2 separate regions of the Ovis aries genome follow, and region 1 is linked to region 2. The links are chromatin contacts, called in public Hi-C maps. All regions are on one chromosome and are shown on one strand. The core of a region is the stretch at or near the end of the contact, and the rest is flanking DNA. Distances in the headings are between cores, read along the strand shown.

Region 1 (7,572 bases), core at 932-3,431, 550 kb after region 2:
GCTCGTCTGGGCTGGCGCAGTCCGCAGGGCCGGATGGGTCCCCGGCGGTGGCAGTGTTGGCATCCGGGCCCCCTCCTTCAATGGAGCTCTCGCTACCCGTGCTCTCGCCCGACAGCAGGCGCGTCACCCGCAAGTCCGCCTGCAGGCTGCGCACGTCGTTGCCAAAGCTGAGCTCGCCCAGGTCGTTAATAAGCTGCGAAAGCTCGGCCCTCATGTCGGAGGTGTTGCCCAGCAGCAGAGGCGACCCAGCCTCAAGGCCCGGCGAGACCCCGCCGCCCCCTAGCGCCTCCTCGTGGCCACTCTCCAGCGTGTCCAGCAAGTCCCCGCATTCGAAGTGCATGGCCACCACCAGCGCCCGCTTCGCTTCGGCCTCTGGCTCTGCCGGCTCTCCCTCCCCAGCTCGGTCCTCCTCCTCGGGGCAACCCTCCGCGTGCTCCTCTTCCTCTTCCTCCTGCAGCTCCTGCTCCTGCTGTTCGCCGAGCAGGTCCTCGGTGATGGAGCCGAGCTTGGGCGCACTTCGGCTGCGCTCCACCGGCGGTTTGTAGCAGCAGGGTCCGTGCAGGAGCAGCTTGCGCAGCGGCACTAGCGGGATGGTGTGAGCGCCAACCAGCTCCTGCTGCTGGTGACGCGCATCGTCCCGCCGCTTGAGCCGTTTAAATTCCGCCAGAGCATTGGCCGACGTCTGGTAGAGCAGCAGGGCCATGGCCTGCGCCTTCTCGGGCTTCGACACGAGTACCGCGTGACAGCGCAGCATGACCGCCTTGTGCTTGAGCTCGTGCCGGTACACCCAGGCGAAGACCTTGGGCAGTCGCGCGTCCGCCACACAGTAGGTAACGCGGTGCAGCAGGTACAGGTGGCCAGGACGCCGCAGCGCGCGCTCCTCGGCGTGCACCATGCGGATACCCTGCGCACTCACAGTCAGCTTCATCTTGGTGCCCTGACGGCCCGCCTCGCTCTTGCTCCAGATCTTGCCCACCGCTAGGTCGGTGCAGCCGTCGCCGCGCGCCTGGATGGTGGTGGCATTGCCCAGGTAGAGCACAGTATAAGTGGGGTCCTCGCTGGTGATGTGCAGTTTCTTGCGCTTGGAGCGGAACATGCTGCCCACCCGGCTGAGCGCGCCTTCGGGGCACGCCCTCGCTAGCGAGCTGAGCGCCGAGTAGTGCAGGCTCACCGCGTAGCCCTTGGGCTTGGACGCCTGCCGTGGCGGCGCCTCGGCCAGCAGCTCGAACTTGTGCTTCTTCCACGGCAGCATCTCCGGAGGGTGCCCCCGCGCAGCTGGGCGGCGGCGGCGGAGCGCCGGTTGAGAGCCCGGCTGAGCCACCCGCCCCGGCCGGGCTCGGCCCGGGCAAGACCGAAAAATAAAACTGCTGGGAGTGGCCCAATCAGGAGTGGGGGCGGGGGAATGGGGGTGTATAAGGCTCGAAAACCCAGCAAAAGAGGTAGGGGTCGAATTTCTTTCTTTTTTTTTTTAAGATTTAACTGCAAGGGGGAGGAGGGAAGGAGCACACAGATTTACCCCAGCCTGAGCAGGATCAGGGCAGAGTCTTAAGCAGGCAAAATGAGAGAAAGACAGCACAAGAGTGGGGCGGAAAACGTCTTTAGAAAAAAAGAGATGTGCGCGTGCAAATAAATGAAAAAGCCCCCAGAAAAAGCAGCCGGGGTGGTGCGAGAATACGCAGGAACTCCTCGGCGAAGGTGAATAAGGGCCCCCCTCTCACACACACACACAGTCGCTAGGGCCAGAAACCGCGGAAACTCAACCGCGAGTGTACCCAGGGGTCGCTACTCCCCACCTCCAAGGGGTGCTGGAGGCAGAGAGCCCCTTGGTTGAGCGGGTCCCAGAAGCAGTTGCTTGCTCCAAGTGCGCTCGGATGGTGGGTCCGGATGGCCGCGGCGGGCCCCGCGCAGCAATCCCCCCGTGGCTCACTGCATCTTCCCACAGGCAGGACGCCGAGGACTTGGGCTCCGCGGCTCACTGTTAGGGCTGGCTCGGCGGGGGCAGCGCGGGGCTCCGAGGGCCAGGCGTGCGCATGGTCGGCTCCCGGGACGGTCGCTACCTCATTTCTTTTCTCCGGAGGGTGTCTGACTCGGCTCCCGGGATACCCTGGCTCGGCTGCCAGCCTTTGCAGCGCGCCCTCTCCGGTGCTACGAGCGGTAGCTGCCTCGCCAGCCTCACATCCTTGCCGTCCGAGAGGAAGATCTCGGGTAAATATAGGCCGGCACAAACCATTCGCCGCGCGGGGACAGGGGAGGAGCAGAGACAAGGATCTGTTTCAGGCTTGGACGCCTCGCGGTTTGCCAATCTCTTAAAGGGATCTGGTTGCAGCCATTGGTTGGGGGAAAGGGGAGACCGCTCCAGTCTGGCAATTTCATCCCAAATTTACCAATATCCCCTATATCTACAGAAATCTCCAAGACCTGGGGTTACCCCGCAGGAAAAGCAACTTGAATTCTGACACTCCACCCCCAGGCTGAATTGCAACTCACTAAATAAATGTATGTCTCCATCGAAACTTCTGGGGGAGGCGGTGGAAGGTGGGATTTACACTCTAATATGCAAAAAAGGTTGGGGAAATAGTAATTCTTTCTGTGTGTGAGAGCTTTCTGAGAATGACTGGGTGCTATTTTTTTCCGCAGAATTTTATTCTTTCAAAGAAAATAAAGAAGGGCAGAGAAAACATCTTTCACTTTCTTGGAGCCCTTTCTCCACAGGTGAAGAGCAGATAGTGAAAAGAGAGATGAGTGGTAATAAGATGGTTGGAGTGAACACTAAAGTATGTATTTGATAAATAAGCTCCTAACTCCCAGCAGTGGCCCTGCCTTCTGTCAGGGCCTAAGCGGGAGAGCACTTTTCTGAGATATATACAGTTTCTAAATAAACCTGGTGTGGGGTGAAGAACTCAGTTTACTTTGGCTTGCCAGTCATTTAGTTTTATTACATCACTATCACATTATGAATGAAAATTCCTAGTAAAAATTCAAATGACTTTTATTTGTTTCAAATAATGCCCACCCACCCTCCATGAGAATGATTAACATTAATCATTCTCTTGTGCCAGCTTGACACTGTCGCTTTAATCATCTGGCTGGCTTGACCCTTGGTTAGTAACTCATTTCTGGGCCCAGCTTTCCTCTACGGTCTACTCACTCAAAGCAAAACCCCTTGTAGCGGGAATGTGTAATAATTGTCCTGATAACCCTGCATGGAACACCCAAATTCATCCCACAGGAGAACAATAGACCCTCCCACTCTCCAGGCCCAGGCTTCTGGGGATCTGGATGTTTCTGGCTTCCGTGCCAGGTCCTGATCTCAGTACAACCATAATCCCTCCTGGGGATTCTCTGGCCCTCTATTTTTGCTAACTTTTAACCTTTCTTTGAAAGTAAGTGAAATTCACTCAGTTGTGTCCAACTCTTTGCGACCTCATGCACTCACTGTATGTCCATGGAATTCTCCAGGCCAGAATACTGGAGTCGGTAGCCTTTTCCTTCTCCAGGGATCTTCCCAACCCAGGGATCGAACCCAGGTCTCCCGCATTGCAGGCAGATTCTTTACCAGCTGAGCCACGACTCAATTTGCTAGAGTCATGGGTACTGAATTTCAGTTTAACTAACTTTCCTGAGTACCTTTTGGTACCAGGCCCTGAACTGGGATCTTACAGACCTAATTCCTGTCTTCAAGAAACTCCCAGTCCAGTGAAGGATATAAACTTCACCCAACTCTGGGCTTCTGCTGGAACGTAAATTCTATGAGAGCACCCTGTCTGCCTCAGTGCCTGGCACCACTTAATTGTTGAATGAATGAATGGAACATGCATGTAAACAAGAAGACGGAGTGGATCAAATGCCCTGCGAAGATCCCAGAGTACTCTGAGAAGCTGGAGAAGAAAAGAGTCTTTGTGACTAGGAAAATCAAAGAAGGTTCCACAGAGGTGGTTATGTTTAGAATGAATGAGACATCCCCAAGCCGGAAAGAGTTAAAGGGCTTTCCAGATATAGCAAACATAGAACATAAAAATGCACATGTGCAGTTGAGGCTGGCATTTAATAACAATGAAACGGGAGAACTCTCCTGGTGGTTCAGTGGTTAAGAGTCCACCTGCCAATGCAGGGGACGTGGGTTCCACCCCTTGCCTAGGAAGATTCTACACGCCATGGGACAACTAAGCCCATGTACCACAACTAACGAGGCCCACGTGCCCTTCAGCCTGTGCTCTGCAACAAGAGAAGCCCTGGCAACGAGAAGATCACACCGCAACCACAGAACAGGCCCTGCTCTCCGCAACTAGAGAAAGCCTGCATCCAGCAGCAAAGACCCAGGGCAGCCAAAACAAAATAAATTAAATAGTTTCTTTGAGTGAAAGAGGAAAATTTCCTGATCAAACAAGGAATTCTCCTGATCATGCTTTCTGGGCTCTCCTAGTCTCTAAGAGAAGGAATGGCCTTTTCATGGCTGGCTGGGCCCAGAATGTCATTAGATCAGAGCTATAATGACTTAACCCTCAACTGCACTGATAGGTTAATGGAGGCAAGATGTTGGAAGGAGCTGGTTAGGACTGTAATAAGCCACTTAAACCAAGGTTAATTCCTCTTCTGCTTGCATTTCAGGAATATCTTATAGTGGCAATGAAGTAGAGAGAGTAAGTGGTCCAAACAAAAAAAATCCTAGAAAAAACACACCAAATTAACTTGTGCTTCCCTGGTGGCTCAGAGGTTAAAGCGTCTGCCTCTAACGGGAGACCTGGGTTCGATCCCTGGGTCGGGAAGATCCACTGGAGAAGGAAATGGCAACCCACTCCAGTATCCTTGCCTGGAGAATCCCATGGACGAAGGAGCCTGGTGGGCTACAGTCCATGGGGTCGCAAAGAGTCAGACATGACTGAGCGACTTAAGTGACCTTTAGCTAGTCCATATCTCAAAGTCTAGACTCTACAAAAGCAGACATCATGTCCAAGCAGTTAACATTTCCAAATTACTCAGAGGTCCAAGGATTACGACAAGGCTGTATATTGTCACCCCGCTTATTTAACTTCTATGCAGAGTACATCATGAGAAACATTGGGCTGGAAGAAGCACAAGCTGGAATCAAGATTGCCAGGAGAAATATCATCTTCAGATATACAGATGATACCACATTGATGGCAGAAAGCAGAGAGGAACTAAAGAGCCTCTTGATGAGGACGAAAGAGGAGAGTGAAAAAACTGCCTTAAAACTCAACATTTGAAAACTAAGATCATGGCATCCAGTCCCATCACTTTATGGCAAATAGAACGGGAAAAAGTAGAAGCAGTGACAGATTTTATTTTCTTGGGCTCCAAAATCACTGTGGACGGTGACTGCAATCATGAAAATTAAAAGACACTTGCTCATTGGAAGGAAAGCTATGGCAAACCTAGACAGCACATTAAAAAGCAGAGACGTCACTTTGCCGACAAAGGTCCATATAGTCAAAGCTATGGTTTTTCCAGTAGTCATGTACTGATGTGAGAATTGGACCATAAAGAAAGCTGAGTGCTGAAGAATTGATACTTTCAAATTGTGGTGCTGGAGAAGACTCTTGAAAGTCCCTTGGATTGCAAGGAGATCAAACCAGTCAATCCTAAAGGAAATCAACCCTGAATATTCTAATGAAGGATTGATGCTGAAGCTGATAGGCTCCAATACTTTGGCCATCTGATTCGAAAAGCCAACTCATTGGAAAACACCCTGATGCTGGGAAAGATGGAAGGCAAAAGGAGAAGGGGGCGGCAAGAGGATGAGATGATTAGATAGCATCACCGACTGACTGAATGGAAGTGAATTTGAGCAAACTCTGGGAGACAGTGAAGGACAGAGGAGCCTGGTATGCTATAGTCCGTGGAGTTCCAGAGTTGGACACGACTTCGTGACTGAACAAAAATGAACAACAACCAAGGATCAGAAGGGTTTAGGGAGGAAGTGGAGGCGCTGGTGATGGGAGCTAGGGCTTGTCTCAGCCTCCACAAGAGGCACCTCCTGGGCTTCCTGCAGTGGCAGAGAAACCAGTGGTGCACAGCAACAGGGAGGACTCCACTGGCGGGCCAGGCTTTCCAGCAGACCCAATGTCCCAGACGCACAGGCTCACAGAGCTGCTCCTGGGCTATCTTCTTAGTAAGCTTATTTTCAACCTGGGAGGACAGAGAAGGTTTAGGCAAATATGAGCACTCCGATGTGTAAGACACAGAGCGTGTAGACCTGAGATGTGGAACAGTTCCAGAATAGGCCTCAGCAAAGTCAGCTGGCAAGGGCTGACTGAAGCTGCATGGACCATAGGCTGCTTTTTATGACACTGCCCCATCTACTGGTGCCAGGCAAAAGTGACACTTGGTGAAACATTTTCTCACAGAACCAGATAAGACAGCAGTTGAATCAACACACAGCCAAGTAACAGCTGGAAAGAAACCCTGCCTCTAACATAACATCTAAGAGTAAGCCTTTTAGCTTGCACGAAGCTTTGGGGCTGGCTTTCTCCCACCTTATTTCTCGCATAATGCTCTTCCTGCTTGGTCCCCCTCCCCCTGTATCCCACTGAATGAACATTGGCTTCAGCCATGACAAATGACATACCTGGGATCTTCAAAGTCATTCAACAAATATTTGTTGAGAGTCCACTGTGGATGTGATGTCATTGCTGGGGATACTGCACCAAAGCAGACAGACAGGTCTTTGCCCTCATGGGATTTATATCCTGTGGCGAGGCAGATAACAAGCAAACGAACAACTGAGAAAATATCAGTTAGTGAAGAGTCTCTGAAGAAAAGAAAGCAATGTTAGGAGTAGGAAGTAGCTGGTTTAGACTGCATAGCCAGGGAAGGCCTCCCTGGGCAGAGACCTGGATGGGATGAAGCCAGCCAGACAAAGAAATGGAGAGAGAACATTCCAACCTGTGATGGCCAAAATGGTAGTAGTCATGGGCCAAATGCTGCTAATAAGCACCTGAAAAGTACTGGGTCCAAATTGAAATGTGATGCAAACATGAAATACACTCAATATTTTAAAGACCAGATGTATAGAACAGTCTTTTGGACTCTGTGGGAGAGGGAGAGGGTGGGATGATTTGGGAGAATGGCATTGAAACATGTATAATATCATATAAGAAACGAATCGCCAGTCTAGGTTTGATGCAGGATACAGGATGCTTGGGGCTGGTGCACTGGGATGACCCAGAGAGATAGTATGGGGAGGGAGGTGGGAAGGGGATTCAGGATGGAGAACACGTGTACACCCGTGGCGGATTCATGTTGATGTATGGCAAAACCAATACAGTATTATAAAATAAAGTAAAATTTTAAAAAAATAATAGAGACCTAGATAGGAATGTAAAATATTCAATAATTTTATAGTAATTATATATTAAATGATAATATTTTGGCTTGTAGAGTTAGTAGAATATGCTATTAAAATTAATTTTTCCCATTTCCCTTTACTTCTTTAATGTGGCTGCTGGAACATTTAAAACCATGCATTTGGACAGCTCTGTGCTAGGCAGAGGGCACAGACAGTGTGAAGACCCCAAGGTGGGAATGACTGCAGTGGGTCCAAGGACTCCCCAA
Region 2 (6,740 bases), core at 1,529-4,028:
CTTTTTTCATTGTAGGAAAGGTTAATGATAAGCAAAAAGAATTCCGTCTTAATTCCATCATTTGCCTGTGATGTTTAGTATGGTACCTCCTAGCCACATGTGTCTACTGAAATTTAATTAGAATTAAGTGTTGAGTTCATGTGTTGAATTGCCACACTTCAGAGCCGCTAGCTTTGTGTCCAGTGACTACTGTTTTGAGCAGGGCAGATTATAGAATATATTCACCCTAGGAAGTTCTGTTGGATAGTATTAAGTGTGGGGGACGCTATTACTTCCATGGTGTATACCCTTCTAGACCTTTGAATGTGTGTATTTATATACAGTGGGATTAAACTGTTTTGTCACCTGCTTCTTTCATTTAATAAATGAGGGACAAGTTTCTAAGTCTTTAATCTGCATCACTTTGGGGAGGATTTTAAAAAATCTTTTTATTGAAATTTTAAAACACTCAAAAGTAGAGATAATAACTTTAGTAGCTATTGGTTCATGACTTACATCGTTTTATCTATACTTGTACCCGTTTTTCCTCTTCCCTATTTTTTAAAGACAGGTGCCAGACATTTCAACAAATTGTTGAGTATGTCTCTCTAAATATGTATATTTATGCAGAACCTTAAAAGTGATACAAATGAACTTATCTACAAAACAGAAGCAGGCTTAGAGAACGAACTTACTAGACAGGAAGGATTGGGGAGGGGAGAATAATTAAGGAGTTTGGGGTTGACATGTATACAACAAGGACCTACTGTCCAATACAGAAAACTCTGCTCAATATTATGTAACAACCTAAATGGGAAAAGACTTAGATACATGTATGTGTATAATTGAATCACTTTGCTGTACACCTGGACTTGACACAACATTGTTAATCAACTATATATTTCAATATAAAACAGTTGCGGGAAAAGGACTGTTCTTAAAAAATTATATCACCTTTCTTAAACTATGAAACTATGTAGTCAGTATTCAAATTCCTCAGTATCTTGTGTTCTTTAAAAAAAGATTTTTCAAATCAGAATTTATGTAAGTTCCATTCATTGCAATTGGCTAATGTATCTGTTGAGTCTGTAAATCTATAGGTTCTTCCTCCATTTGTCACTTTAAAAAATTTCCACTTAGAGTTTGTTGACTACAGCACCAACAGCACCTTTGTTTTCTAAAAATTAAAAAAAAAAAATTACCTATTTTTGGCTGCACTGGGTTTTCATTGCTGTGTGTAGGGTTTCTGTGGTTGTGGGCGAGTGGGCTTCTCATTGTGGTGGCTTCTCTTGTTGCAGAGCCCAAGCTGCAGGCACTTGGATTCAGTAGCTGTGGCTTGTGGGGTCTAGAGTGCTGGCTCAGTAGTGGTGCACAGGCTTACCTGTCATGTGGTGTATGGTTTCTTTCTGGACCAGGGATTGAAACCATGTCCCCTGCACTGGCAGGCAGACTCTTAACCACTGGATCACCAGAGAATTCCCAACAGCATCTTTAGTTTCACTTTACTGATGAACATTTGATTTTAATATCTTGTCATCATAAACCTAGCTCTGCATTACCCTTGTGGCTAAATATTTGAGTACATTTTCCCTTATTCTGTTATGAAAATGATGGTTTACAATGGGTGGGTATATTTCTGATGCTCATTCAGTGAGTCAAGCACCATCAGTTACTGGAGATATTATGGTTAAAGAAAGACACACTGCCTGCTCTCTTGAAGTTTTGCCTTCTTGCAGCAGAGAAAGATGGGAATGGGTAGTTCTTAGGTGGCCCTTATGGTATCCTTGAGGATGGTGCCTCATCTGGACACTGCAAGGGCTGGTGTTTAGAGACCACTCTTTGAGGCAGGGACACCCAAGCCAAGGTCTGAAGCAGGAGAGGTTGACTGTGTGAAAATCCAGGGCACTGCTTTTCAAACTTTGGCTTGCAGAAGAATCACCATCAAGGCCCAGACTCGTTGAAGGTAATAGGGCCTGAGCCTTTGTGTTTTATCAAGCTCCCTAGTGCTGCTAGTACCAATAAAATTTTGATAACCATTGTTCTGTGGATAGGAGAGAGAACTGAAAGTTTTCTTAGATTTTAGTGTTGGCAGAATATAGGCACCCTCTTCTGCTGTGGAAGAGTGTCTGCTTCACTGTCAAAGCTGAGACCGTGTGACCTGAGCAAGTGACCTCAGTTACACCTCAGTTAATTTTGTAAAACCACTGGGTATACAGTAAGTCTCTTTTAAAGTGTTGAAGTCTGTTAAAAAAAAAAAACCACAAGCTTCCTGGGGAGCTCTGAACCACCCAAAGTTTGTGGCAGGTGGCCCCCCTGGTGGCTACAACCCATAGGTTGCCTCTGGTCGGCCTCAGATGCCAAGTGAGGTGAGCAAGTGATTCATACCTCGGGTGCCAATCCTACTTCACCGAGAATGGGAAAGGAGTTGCTAGTTTAAATTCTTTAGCCCTAGTCGCCAAGGTGTGAAAGGAGTCAGGGAGAGGACATAAAGCCTTCAAGAAATTAGGAGGGAAAAGATATAGAGAACATTTTTTGTGCGTCCAGTTTAGTCTTTTTGCTTCCGAAGGCTTAGCTTCGGTTTCTAGCGCCTGGGGCTGTGCGCTTAACGAGGGCCATTTTCCACAGACCGCACAGCCTGCTGGCTTGTGTGGCCAAGTCCTCACCGCCTCTGTCGAACACGCTGGAGGGACTCCCGCGGGCTCACCGCCCGACCCCGCTGTAATCCTTCTGAGCTTAGGACCCAGTGGCTGCCAGGCAGCCTGGCACCGCCTCTCCGCGTATCAGCGCCCGCAGATTGGCAGCTCGGCTCCGCCCCCGCCATGGCTGCCGCCAGCTACCGGGGCTGCTAACTTGCTGCCGGGATACTGGTCTCTGCCGCAACTCGCCGGCTGATCTGTTCGCGGGCCGGCGGCGCATGGGTCTCCTCCGAGGCGGGCCCCCGTGCGCTCGGGCCATGGCGCGTCTGGGCGCTGTGCGCTCCCACTACTGCGCGCTGCTGCTGGCCGCGGCGCTGGCGGTCTGTGCTTTCTACTACCTGGGCTCGGGCCGGGAGACCTTCTCCAGCGCCACCAAGAGGCTGAAGGAGGCCCGCGCCGGGGCCCCTGCTGCGCCCTCGCCGCCGGCGCTGGAGCTGGCGCGGGCATCCTTGGCGCCGGCCCCGGGCGCTAAGGCCAAGAGCCTGGAGGGCGGCGGGGCCGGGCCGGTGGACTACCACCTGCTGATGATGTTCACCAAGGCCGAACACAATGCCGCGCTGCAGGCCAAGGCCCGCGTCGCCCTCCGCTCCCTGCTGCGCCTCGCGAAGTTCGAGGCGCACGAGGTGCTTAACCTGCACTTCGTAAGCGAGGAGGCCAGCCGCGAGGTGGCCAAGGTTTTGCTGCGGGAGCTGCTGCCGCCCGCCGCCGGCTTCAAATGCAAGGTGAGCGGGGCCCCAGCTAGAGGCTCCGGGTAGGTGACTCGGTCATTGTGGGGCCTGGCCTGGATCCAGGGGTCAGGAGGGAGGTGTCTTAGTTGCGATGCCCATTGCCAGTGCCAGCAGAAGCCTAAGCCCTTAATCCGTACCCTACCTGAATTGTGCGTTCACAGCACGCTGCAGGCATGGTCCAGGGGGCGTGTCTCGGAGCCTCTATTAGCTGACTTCGTTGATCCTAGCTTCCCTTTAACTGCGGCCCCCTGGAGAATCAGCGTGCCCGCTCTTTCCTGGCGTGGTTGATTTCAGCAGTCAGTGCCTTTAAGTCTGCCCCTCTTTTTATTCTTTTCAGTGTTTGACTTTTGAGGATGGAGCAGGTCACTTGAAAGTGCACTGTCTGCTGGACAAGGTCTTAGGCCGCTTGAGTTGTTCAGATTACAGTGACATTTCTCATAGCTCTAAGGATTTCAGTTGAAACTGGTCCAGCCCAAACCCAGCCCATGTGAACCATTTCATCTCCTCAGTGTGCCTCCTCCTTCCCTTCTCTTCAGGGTCATGAACCCATTTAGAGAAGCAGCGGGTTCCTCCCAGCAAGAAAGTGCTCCAAGAGGTAAGGATATAAGATCTGGAGAGGGCAGAGCAGAGCTAGTCGTCTTGTTCCAGGCTGGACCACCTGGCTCTGCTTGGGAGAGATTGTATTCTTCAGTCAGTCAGCTCAGTCACTCAGTCGTGTCCGACTCTTTGCGACCCCATGGACTGCAGCACACCAGGCCCCCCTGTCCATCACCAACTCCTGGAGCCTACTCAAACTCATGTCCATCTGGTCGGTGATGCCATCCAACCATCTCATCCCCTGTCATCCCCTTCTCCTCCCGCCTTCAATCTTTCCCAGCATTAGGGTCTTTTCCAATGAGTTGGTTCTTTGCATCAGGTGGCCAAAGTATTCGAGTATTTCAGCTTCAATATCAGTCCTTCCAATGAATATTCAGGATTGATTTCCTTTAGGATTGACTGGTTGGATCTCCTTGCAGTCCAAGCTTAGTGTTAATGGCCTCAGTTAAATTACATGTCTCCTTTTGACCTAATAGTTGCCCAGAGGGGATCTAATGTGTGATTTTGGGATAGAAATAGTGTGCACTAAATCACTCCAGTCATGTCTGGCTTTATGCGACCCAATGGACTGTAGCCCACCAGAGTCCTCTGTCCAATGGGATTCCCCAGGCAAGAATACTGGAGTGGGTTGCCATGCCCTCCTCCAGGGGATCTTCCCGACCCAGGGATTGAACCCGTGTCTCATGTCTCCTACGTTGGCAGGCGGGTTCTTAGTAGCTGATCTTAAAGGATGGAGACTGGTGGAAGGGGGAGGGGTGGTAAGATTAGAGTAGTGTACCATGTGTTTGTGCTGGGTGAGTGACTAAGGGGAGCCAGTGCTGGCCTCCTGCAGGGTTCAGGGGCCTGTTGGTGTTTGTTTTTGGCCGCACTGCACAGCCTGTGGGATCTGAGTTCCCCGACCTGTGTCCCTTGAAGCAGAAGTTCAGTCTTAACCACTGGACCTCCAGGGAACTCCCTTTTTTGTTGTTGTTGTCTACAGGATCGAGTCCTCATTTCTTGGCAGGGCTGTCTGTTGTGGGGCCGGGCTCTTCAGCTGACCTCCTTGTCCTTCCTCTACTAACTGTACTGAATGTGCCTTTACACAAGCTCTACTCTCTGCCCAGAGTGTAACTTCCTTTCTTCCTGGGCCCTTGACCACTGTTTACGTAGTTTTTACCCTCCCCCAGGAATGCCCCTAGAATTGGGGACAGTCTGTGCCCAGCCCTCCACAGCTTTCTGTTTCAGCTTTCTGCCATAGCATCCAGTGTATGCCCTGCCCAGAACAAATGAACCCTTTGGGAACACGCACCAGTCATAGCGAGGCACCTGGTCTGGATTCCATGGTACAGGAGGCCAAGAATCCAGGTCCTGGAGCTTGTGGCTGCAGGGGCCTTGGGGTCCACTGTCTGAGCTGAGGTTCTTTCAGCCTGGGGCCCATCCTGATTTCCCTAATTGCAGTCTTGGGAGGAAGGGCCTGGCAGCCTGTTCCAGGTGTTCCTTAGGACTCCAGTGTTTGAGAAATCCTTTGCTAGTTCAAGGGAGAAAAGCAAGAGCCTTTGATCATAGGGCCAGTCTGGATAGAGCTGGGTGACTGCGGGTGACCCTGCCTCCCTTTGGCTCTCAGGGCATGCAGACTTGGCTGGCGCTCCAGACACCACCTTGTAGACCAACATCATCATTGTTTCCCTTAATGAGTCAGAGGTCACACCCTGGGCCTCTGCCCCGCTGCTAGGACTCTGCTGTCCCCTTCCTGAGCTCCAGCCACAGTGTCCTGTCATATATCCAACTTTTCCAGCCTACATGCCTCTGCTTCTTTTTTTCCACCACCAGGATACACTTTCTCTGTGCATCGCTAAGTCTCGCCCATCTTCAGATACCATCTCCTTGTTGGAGCCATCCAGGCAGCCTCCACTCAAGAGGCACGTCTTCCTCATGTACCTGGCTGGCGCGGTGGACTGCGTGCCTTCTTATCTCCGGTGCCTGTGCCTGGAACATAGTGGGCACTGTAAATACAGGTCTAGGGCAGGTCCAGGCTCAGGGCCAGGCTCGCTCCTTGGAGTTTGTGTTTCATGCTCCAACTCTTTCCCTCTGCTGGCCCTGGTTCTGACAGCCAGAGCCATCACTCAAGACCCGAGGCAGCTGCAGATGACCTGAAGGGGTTAATACCACCCAACCACGGCATGAGGAAGGAGAGTCTGGGGGCTTCCAACTTGATGGCTGTGTTCAGATAAGGGTTTATCATTTTCAGCTAAATTGCTTTTATTCCTTTTATTTTATTTTTTGTGTGTGTGAATCTGTTTTCTGTGTGTGACCACGGTCATCTCTGCCCGGCCCTCAGGAGCCCACCATGTATGCTTAAGTCCCCTAAATGACTGAGCATCTGCTGTGTGTTGGACCCTGAAGTCACAACTGTAGGGAACACAGACAGGGCAGGTACAGCCCCTGATACCAGGTACCCATGGTGCTTAGCATCACTCATGTATAGCCTGTCCCATTGCTGAACCTGCTGGATTGGGCACGAGATAGTCCCGAGGGAGGGAGACAGCACTGCGTTTAAACCGCAGGTGGCCAGTGACTATTTGGGTGACGTGGGTGGCCCCTCTTTGCTTCTCAGGGCCCCCCAGGCCTCCTCTCAAATGAAGATTTAACCCCTACTTCCCTCGGAGAGGTGAGGATTAAATGCCACCTCGTGTGGTGCAGGCAGCCCTGTGCTGCTGTATCCGTTGTTGTGTGTCTGGTCTCACAACACTCTTCCACTCTG

The links. A called contact is a pair of places that touch in the nucleus more often than the background predicts.
Region 1: a Hi-C map of liver shows a contact between it and region 2, with 4 times the contacts expected there. The contact joins the promoter of FAM43A here to the promoter of XXYLT1 in region 2. A contact is called at or near these places in 10 of 16 Hi-C or Micro-C datasets (blood, hypothalamus, liver and 5 more).

Annotation. Positions count from the first base shown.
Region 1 is chr1:193,685,794-193,693,365 of ARS-UI_Ramb_v3.0, forward strand. It overlaps FAM43A (family with sequence similarity 43 member A), which reads right to left and starts at 2,182. Exons shown (of 1, transcript XM_012108037.4): 1 at 1-2,182. The coding sequence starts at 1,252.
Region 2 is chr1:193,139,044-193,145,783 of ARS-UI_Ramb_v3.0, forward strand. It overlaps XXYLT1 (xyloside xylosyltransferase 1), which reads left to right and starts at 2,779. Exons shown (of 4, transcript XM_027957138.3): 1 at 2,779-3,397. The coding sequence starts at 2,894.